Linked DNA regions of Aedes aegypti: region 2 is linked to region 1. Evidence: chromatin contacts called from public Hi-C data. All regions are on one chromosome and are shown on one strand. Each heading gives the region's core, a stretch centred on a gene start, on an enhancer-like site or on the middle of the called end of the contact. The rest is flanking DNA. Distances are from core to core; before and after follow the strand shown. Region 1 overlaps LOC5575721 (regulator of gene activity). Region 2 holds the start of LOC5575721 (regulator of gene activity).

Region 1 (4,905 bases), core at 764-3,263:
CAATGTACGTTAGGAAATTATTTTTTTTTATTTTACGATCAAGTTTCATGCCAAACACTGTCTAATGCTTTTTCTATGTCTAGATGAGCAAGGTCAGCCTTCAGATTTGTTGGAACGAATCAAATTTGTTACACTACACGTAAAAATTGATGAGTGATCGAATGTCCATGTCGGAATCCAAACTGATCATTGGCAACAATTGAATTTTCGTTGATGTGAACCATCATTCTGTTCAAAATTACACAGCGTAACAAAAATGAAATTTTGGCGAATCTCAAGAATCAAATTAGGCGGTATCCACAAATTACATAACGCTCTAGGGGGAGGGGGGAGTAGGGTCAAGCGTTACGGCTCATACAAAAATTTGAAATTTTTCATACAAAAAGCGTTACGAAAGGGGGGGGGGGAGGGGGTCAAGAATTTTCAATTTTAGCGTTACGTAATAAATGGACGCTGCCTTATGTGTCTCTAGTAGATTTGCGATTGCTGAATCTGATGCCGTTTTCTGAAATGTTCTAGCACGTCACAATTTTTAACTACAGGTCGTCAAAGTTGTATGAAACACAGGTTTCTTCGATGTTTACATAAAATTTAAAGTATAATTTATCAAACTTTTTAGTGATCTAATCCACCAAACATGCAGAATAGGACTTTAACTTTCATTACACATATAATATGGTTGAAATTTCACGATTAAATTTAGATAAAATCGATTTATTTTAACATGCTGGCATTCTCCATAGAAAATACTTCGGTTCTCTTATATGGCAGAATACAATACTTTTCTAAACTTAAAAAAAAATACTTTCGAGCATCGATAGTATTACAAACTTTGTTGATAAGTGTAGTTATAGACATGAAGTATGAATTCTGTGGCAAATCAAGCAAATAAATTGCCGTACAAGTTGGAAAACTTGCATGCAAGTTGGCTGAAATAGTCAAATTTGGCATTTTCAACAGCCAATATCTAAAAATCTAGACGTGCTATGATAATTTTGAAAACGGTAATGGACTCAGCAACTCTTAATTAAGTAAATAGCGGTATTTTGGTGCTTGAGACAAAAACGTGTTCCGCAGTGTTACCTTTTCAAAAAGTCTACTGAATCTTGACTGTAACTTCAATATTATCTATGAACAGCTTTTTTTGTGTATTTTACACAATCACTCGGTGGGACGCTGTTTGATCACCGCTGATGTTGCGGAAAATATAAAAAAAAAAAGATTTTTGACAGAATTTAATGTGTTGAAAAGCTGTTAAATGAGCGGTGAATGGCGCCCTTGTAAATGGTCCACTTTTTCATTTTACAAATATCTCAAAAAAAAAACAAATTGTGCTTTTGACATGTTGAATATTTATAACTTTTAGCTTCAAACAAATTCACCTCGAAATTCAAAAAAGTCGTTCATAAGTCAAGCGTAAACAGGTGGTGCAGTTGTACTCTTTTGTTCCAAAAGTATCCATTTCGTTCCAAAGTATGGGACAAGAGAGTACAAATGCACAATGTGCATATCACGAGACATCACCAATCGGTACTATTCTCCACGGGGCGAGAGTTGCCTTACTTACCATACGGTTTACTCCCGGGAGGCTGCAGTGCGTTCGACTGCGGTAACGATTGATCGTTCTGGCCACCCCGCGCGTTCGTGAGCGATGGAAACTCGGACAGGTCGAGCAGTGGAGGAGTTCCCGTCTCCGCCGTACCGTTGTCGAACACGCTATGGAAATTGTTGATGCTATTCCCGCTTTGAGATCCATATCCTCGTGACTGCATGAACGAGACCATGTTAGACTGAAACGACAAATCGGGATGATGGGGGAAAGGTTTTCACGTTAAAAACATAAGTTTTTCATTCGACAGTGATTTCAAAAACAATACCAAGCACGTGCATTCTGTGATAGATTAAAGAATAAGGAGAAGAATATAAATTGCGCACTTAACCAAAGCTCCGCTCTTTTGCGTAGCATATGCGGTGTAGAGTATGTTGCCTTCCGCGATAACACCGAAGCGGAATATCTACACAAATATTTCGCCTCTCATCCCCTGTCCACTCTCATCATGCACTTTACATCGCTGCGGAAGGATTTATGAATGACCATCCAAAATAGTGTCATCTTTTTAGTAGGAAGAAAGTCGAGCACGTTTGGAAGCGTACCGTCGGTAATTTATTTACGGCTAATGTTCGCATTTTGTGGCACTAGGTAGGTACTGCGTTTTCTTTCTGCAACTTGAGTTCTGTCAAAAGAAGAAGATGAGATAACACTTCGGTGTGTTGTTTACACCCGTTTAGTTTTTTCTTCCTTCTCCGTTGCTCGTAGCACAACATCACGGTTCCTCGTCGTACGTGCTTCTGCCAACGGAATCCAATCGTTCGCCTTCCCTTGCCCTGGTGCCTATTGCGCTCCTACAGTAGTAGCCTGATTTTATCGACCTCGAAAAACAAAATAAAAACAGGTCTGATAGCGACTGAGTCTCTCGAAAATAGGAACTTTAAACACTTTTTGCCTGAAAAAGAGTCAAAGAAAGACCAAACAGGAACTAAAAATAGACAAAAAAGATCGAATATGAATAAAAAAGAAACCTAACAGGAATCATGACAAAGAGTTTTATTTCTTATAGAATCACATTTCCCTAAAAATATTTCTAAGACTATTACAACAAATGCTTGTAAAACTACGCTAAGTATTAGTGTTATCATTGTTCAAGGTTTTGTTTAGTAGTTTCATTAGAAATTATTTAAGTATTTAACCAATGTTTCATTCCGGTAATTCTCCGAAGAAATTCCTTCACGTATTCCGTTTTGGATACCAACAGAAATTCCTGCGAAGACTCTTTAAGATTTTTTAACGGAAACTCCAGGAATTTATCTGTTGATTCTTCCACCAATTTCTTGAGGATTTCTTCCAAAAATGCCTCCAGAAATTTCCTACAAAATTGTTTAGGGTTTCTTTGAGAATTCAACCAAAACTTTCACTAAGAATGCTATCAGGAATTACTCGTGAGATTATTTCTAAGGTTCCTTCAAGAATCGCTCCAGAAATTACCTTAGAAATGAAGTCTTCAATGCTTTCTTTTCAGACATTCTTCCATGGATGCAGGGTCGGTTCGAACTGTTGACTTTTAGAAAATGCCGAATTGATAGAACATGTTTAAGTTCTGTATAACCTTGTTCAACTCCTACAAGGATCTCTGAAAGAATTCTTGAACTCTTGAAGATGTCTTAGAAGATGAATTCCTGAACGAATCTCTGTAATTATTTCTTGAGGTATGCTAAGGAACTTTCCTTAGCCGAGTGGTTCTAGTGCGCAGCTGCAAAGCAAAGCCATACTGAAAATGTCTGGTTTCGATTCCCGGTTCCAGGATTTCGTAAAAAAAATTTGGAAATTTCCTTGACGTCCCTGGGCATGGAATATCATTGCACTTGCCACACGATATACGAATTCGGAAATGACAACTCCAGCAAAGAAAGCTCTCAGTTAATAACTATGGAAGTGCTCATTGAACAGCTGAAAAGCAGGCTTTGTTCCAGTGAAGACGTAATGCTAAGAAGAAGAAGAAGAAGAAGAAGAAGCTTGGAAAAAAACATACCTGGAGGAAAGATTAAGCAAATCCTGGATTACACGTAATGTCATGAGGAATCTCTAAAAAATATCTTAGAAATAACATGTGAGAGAATTTTTTTATCTAAAGAGTATTGTGTGATCCTTTTTTTGTTTTTTTTTTTTTTATTTCCTGTTTAGTCTCTATTAGGTTTCTTTTCCAGGCACGAGTTCCTTAAATCTCCTAATTTTTAGACGTTAAGTTACTAGTCTTTTTTATAAAGTTGGTCACTATGTTAATGAAAGTATTAAAAAAGTCCCTATTTTTAATGGAATGTCTCAAGTTTTAACCAAAAATAATGTATAGAAACGCTTTTTTCTTTTATTCTACTTGCGGTGAATCCAGGTGAAAAATTCTAAAGGCTTTAGAAACTCTCACGCGAATATTCTTGCTTGCTCTTTAGGATTTTTTTTCTCAGATTACACGAAGAAAAGCTTCAGAAATTCTTCTAGCGATTACTCCAGAGATTCATACTGAATTACGTTCAAGGTCTACTGCAGAAATTCATATATGAGATATACCATGTTTATGTAACGCTAGTAAGAGGATTTTTTGGAGACTTCGTCACTATTTCAATGCAAGTCAATGGTAGGTCTCTAAAGTCTCTTTTTAAACCAAAATAGTCTCTAAAGCCACTTTTTCCTTATTCTGCTTGCAGTAAATCCTAGTGCTTAATTCGGGTGGCTCCATAGAAAGCTTCAGAAACTTAAACGCGACAGATTCTTCATGAATATGAGATACCTTCAGGTATCTTTATAGTGATTTCTCGAGATACTTGTTCGGGAATGCTTTCAGGGACTCTTGCAGTGATATTTCCAGAAATTTCTGTACAGATTCCACCAACTCAGGAATTCATCCAGTGGTTTGAGAAGGAATGATTTCAACAGGATTACTCTGATTTTTTTCCCCAGATACTATTACAGGATTTCTTCCAGTTATGTTTCAACGAATTCTTCCGATTTCTTGAGTTGTTACTCTTGGAGATATTCCAATGAATTGTCCTGTGATTCTCCCAAGAAAATTTACGAAAATTTATTCTGGACTTTTTGAAGAAATTTGTAATTTTGGATATTGACAAAACCGCCGATTTTTCTAGTTGTTCTAGTTGTTAACAGACTGAGACCGCTCGAGGAGTCCTTCGTCGGCGAATACCAAGCTGGTTTTCGTGAGGGCCGTTCGACAACGGACCAGATGTTTAGCTTGCGAATGATCCTAGACAAATTCCGGGAGTATAACTTGCAGACTCACCATCTGTTTATTGATTTCAAGGCGGCGTACGACTCAGTGAAAAGAAATGAGCTTTGGC
Region 2 (4,905 bases), core at 1,584-4,083, 50 kb after region 1:
GCAGATATGTAAATCCAGTACTGATTAATTATTATTTATAAAATTAAATCACGTCTTGGGAAGTCGACAAAAATCCCAACCCTGAGAATGAGCGTTTGGATAGCGAGGGTTTTGACGCAAAAATCCTCTGTCATGAACATTTTCTACCATGGATTACTGCCTCAAAGAAATGTTTCTCATTGTTATCGAAATCCCCTGAGAATTCCAGTTTTCTGCAGATTCAATAATATTTCCATGTAGGTAATTCCAGTTTCTTGCAGATAGTAGACACCCTGCCCACAATACCTTATTTGATATTTCAAGACTAACAATTCAAAAGGCCTCATCTCCAAAAAGTACACAATGAGAAAAATGCAATCTTGTTTTGTCAAACAATAAATCAAATTTAAATTATGAATTTAAGCATTGTATGTTATTTTATCGTCCAGAAAGTCGATAGATAAACTGATTTATAGCTATGAATATTCATTACTATCATTTTAGCAAAAAATCCTGCTAAAAAAACGAGTCAAAGGAAATGAGGCTTTTATTTCACCAAAAGCTGTGCAGCCCTTTTCATTTGTGGCCTTAGACGCCGGCCGACGCTGATGAGGCCTGTGAGTTGACGCCTTTGTTTACTCTAAAATGTGTTGAGGCCTTCTAGTTGTGGCTTGTTTTTTCATCATCTTCTGATGTGGCCTTTTGAAAATCATTCAAAATTGATGATGAAATAAGAAATTTGAAGTGTAGAAGAGTGTTAAGTGATGAAGTAAAGTACATGGAGATCCCTACAGCAAGAGAAGATTCGTGCGGTCGATTAAATATGTGATTGATTGAACCCTTCGTCATCCATGAACATTATGTATGTGCTACGCGAGTTTGTCGTCGAGAAAATGTATGGAAATATTGGTTCAATTGAAATAATATTGCAATTGAACGTTATTTTTCATGCAATTGAAACCAAATCGTGTTTTTGTTGATTGTCTGTGAAGTACAGACCGGCTGACACAGGTATTATTAGGTAGTATGATACAAAATACATCAGTCTACAGGAACCCGATAATGTTCGCCGTTTAGACAACCACTGTATAAAATAATACAAGGAGCAGTCGCTCCGTAGTATAACCTGCATCTACTTAGTGAGTTTGGAACGTTTTTCGCAATCTACATTGCAATTTTGATGTTTGTTTAACAGGCCTCAACTCGGTTTCCGTCAGATATAGAAATGAGGCCTTTTTGAGAAAAGGCCGCATTTGCATTGAATATCCTGGTTAGCGGAAAATGAGATGGGGCCTTTTAGAAAAATGTTAGTTTTTCAACTTTTATGCATATTTTTCAACGACTATTGTATGTTTTAGTAAGAATAGGCTCTTATACACTGAAATCAGCAGAAAACCTATTTGTTTACATTTTGGACTTGAGGCCTTTTCAATTGTTGGTCTTGATTTTGGTTCGGTACTGATTCCATTATTTGTGTATAAAATTAGAGTCTTTTTATCTTTTTATAATTTTCTAAACGCATATATGTTACGCTGTAATAATTACATATCATTATCTTTCATATAAGTTTCCAATAGCTAAATTTGAACGAAAAATGAGTATCTCTTCAATTTACACATCACTTTCCTATATTTATTGATTATGACCCAAATTTGGGGTAAAACCAGAAAATAACATTACTGGTTAGAGATCCTAGAGATAATGTTCAAAGCATATCTTGTGAAACCCAATTCTTTACAGAATATTATGGTGTTCTTCCCCTAGTAGCTAACTTGCCAAGGGCGAAAATCTACTACAGAATGTATGTACAAAAACTTATTCTAGAAGAACACAGCGTTCATTGGCTGCACCGCTACTCTTTTTTACAGAACCCGTGTAATACAAGAGGACAGCAATGTTCCAAATTTTTTATCAGAACTTCCCTGTATCAAATACTACCTAGTAAGAGATCAATTCACTTGCCTCGGATTTCCCATTTCCAACCAATTCGAAAAGGATTAACAAAAATACTCCCCCGCAGCTATATTATAGATAGGTATAGCCCTCTGCTTGCACACTAAATACCATCCAGGACCAGGACACTTTATCAGAACTCCCTTGCCGTAACCACTTTTGTCCTGACCGAGATTCTCTATTCCCTTTTTTTTTTGCGCAAACACGCACTTGCCACACACTTCTCCTTCTCTTCAGTTCAGGAGTTCCACGTCTCTGTGCTGGAACCGTTTTTCCCTTTTTTTTTCTCCGTAGCTACTGCTTCTGCTGCTCGGTCCGTTCGACGATCGATTAGCTGCTCTTCTTCACTGGGTTTTCCTCCAGCAGCATAGAGGAAAAGCGTATCATTAAAAAAAAAACTTCAATCCACTTTTTTGTTAGCTCTTGCTTCTCAAGCTTCTGCCACTTTCACACACACAAATTCAGGAATCGAGTAAACTGCTGCTTCTGCAGCTTATGGCCACTTTTGGGAATGTCCCTCCGTAGGCCAGATCTTTTGAGGCCACTTCTGTACGATGGGAAAGGGAATCCCTCTCGTCGTCACACACACGGGACACGGCACAAGGGGAGGAAGCAGAAAAAAAAATCCACATCCAAAATGATGCACCCGTTTTCGGACCGATCCCCACCCGGACAGAGCTCGTTTTTACCGTAGATTTCACACCGAAACGCTGCCGCACCGAACTGGCCGAACTTTGCACGGGAAAAACGCGAAAAATTGATCGAAAATTGCCAGGAACAATCGCCTTTGCAAAATGGGATAGTAGGTTCAGTTTCAAACAATGGCTGACATATTGGAATATGTGCGCTGCTTGCTGCTGCTGCGAGATACGGAACCGTGAGAGGCTATTTTTTTTTGGGTTGCGTGAACCGATCCAGAGAGAGAGGCGTCCCACTCTTGCGAGTTTTGTGCAAGCGAATCGGAGCGATCAAAATGGCAGATGGGCGAACTAGCACAGATGGCGAAAAGACTGGGAACTGTGATGAGGTACATTAAAATCCTGTAAATTATTTCAAAAGATTTTAAAATAACGATTTATATAAGTGAATAAAAACAGAATTACCATTTCAATGTTGACCTCAACTGTAAGGCCGTCTTCAGTGTCGTGTGCTAGACTCGACTTGTCGAAGATCTTTTATCAATGAATTTGAAGTTAAAACTCGACTCAAAATACGTGTATCTATCAAATGATACAAGCTCTGGTGGTATTAAATGGTTCAGTATTCGTTTTTCATTTACTTATTTTCTTACTGAATTTTTTAGAGTATCAAGGGGGGAGGGGGCTTCCTTAGCCGAGTGGTTAGAGTTCGCGGCTACAAAGCAAATGCTGAAGGTGTCCGGTTTCGATTCCCGGTCGGTCCAGGATCTTTTCATAATAGAAATTTCCTAGACTTCGCTGGGCATAGAGTATGATTGTACCTGCCACACAATATACGAATGCGAAAATGGAAACTTAAGCAAAGAGAGCTCTCAGTTAATAACTGTGGAAGTGCTCATAAGAACACTAAGCTGAGAAGCAGGCTCTGTCCTAGTGGGAACGTAATGTCAAGAAGAAGAAGAAGTATCAAAGCGTTAGTTAGTCTTAGGTTTTGAAACTAATTAGAGAATTGCATTGTTTTTTTCTTCGACCTATGGGAGTTATCAAACACAATATGGGCTCATTCATTTATTTCATAACGCCGAAAAAAGCCATTTTCGACACCCACCCACCCCCTCGTAACGCTTTTTGTATGAACACTCTACAAATTTTGTATGAGCCGTAACATCATGAGGACACCCACCCACCCCCTTTAGCGTTATGAAATTTGTGAATGAGCCCTATGAACCTGTATTTTCAAAACAGCATCATACTGCTAAATTTCAGACAATTTTGATAGCAAAAACCTCCCATGTCTAAGGAAACAAAAATGCCAAAAATGCTTTGCCCCTCCTGTCACTTATTAAGGGTGCAAAAAGTGTATCACCCCAATTCCATCACAAACCAAAAATGCCACAGTTTCCCGGTGGCTGTCGATGGAGCCGAATTCCTGTTTGTATCACAAAAGAAAGTGTTTTTTCTTAATTTTATCTTTCTATCTGTTCGTTCCAGTTCCACACGTTCCAATTTACGTTCACAATGGAAGAAGCCTAGAACGCGCCAAAAATTCAGAGTGCTTAAAAACGGTTAGTTTTACAATGAGAAAATCTGCAAACAGACATCTAAGAATGTTACTCAGGGAATGTGGGAATGCCGCACCAATGACGTCCCACTAAAACCAGCCCAAGCACTGTACTTGAGCAATTTTTGTTAAATTGCTCAAGTGGTGTACAGAGTGCACATACCCTTGACTCAGACCACTTAGAAGTAGCCTAGGCAAACTGCTTCTCCTAGCCGACTTAAACAATGTCACAAGGAACCAGCCTCGGTAGGGCTAATCCTATGCAGCCAACTTTGGGCAGTGTGTCATAAGTTTAGAAGTGATAGGATGCACTTAAAGACGGATAGATGAAGTCGGGTGAAATTGGAAAAGGTCCCATTCACAAATTTCATAACGCTGTAGGAAGTGAGTGGGTGTCTTCGTGATGTTACGGCTTATACAAAGTTTATAAAATATTCATACAAAAAGATTTACGTGGAGGTGGATGGATGTCCAAAATGGCAATGTTTGGCGTTACGAAATTTGTGAAAAAAAACTAAAGATAATGAGGGATGAATGACATTTAGTAGTGGTTTTCCTAAAAATCCGCCACTACCGTCCCCTTTGCAACAGCATCAGTATCACTGTAGAAAACAGCAACGAGGAACACCGATCTTTTAGCAAGAAAAAGAAAACACTCCGTTGTTTTCTTTAGCCTATGCTGCAAAGCTAGAATTTATTGCACAATTAATCATAATTCTTACATATTCATATAATATACATACAACACAGACAAACAGACGTAACACTTAGAAC

What was found. A called contact is a pair of places that touch in the nucleus more often than the background predicts.
Region 2: a Hi-C map of whole pupa shows a contact between it and region 1, with 2.8 times the contacts expected there. The contact joins the promoter of LOC5575721 here to the enhancer-like site in region 1. A contact is called at or near these places in 2 of 2 Hi-C or Micro-C datasets (whole body and whole pupa).

The regions. Positions count from the first base shown.
Region 1 is chr3:147,218,253-147,223,157 of AaegL5.0, forward strand. It overlaps LOC5575721 (regulator of gene activity), which reads right to left. Exons shown (of 8, transcript XM_001655776.2): 4 at 1,568-1,790. Among protein-coding and RNA genes, the nearest start is that of LOC110679472, 23 kb to the left of the region's middle. Within about 2 kb of position 2,014, at least 3 of the 3 cell types and tissues checked have open chromatin away from gene starts, as enhancers often do.
Region 2 is chr3:147,267,499-147,272,403 of AaegL5.0, forward strand. LOC5575721 (regulator of gene activity) reads right to left here and starts at 2,834. Exons shown (of 8, transcript XM_001655776.2): 1 at 2,622-2,834.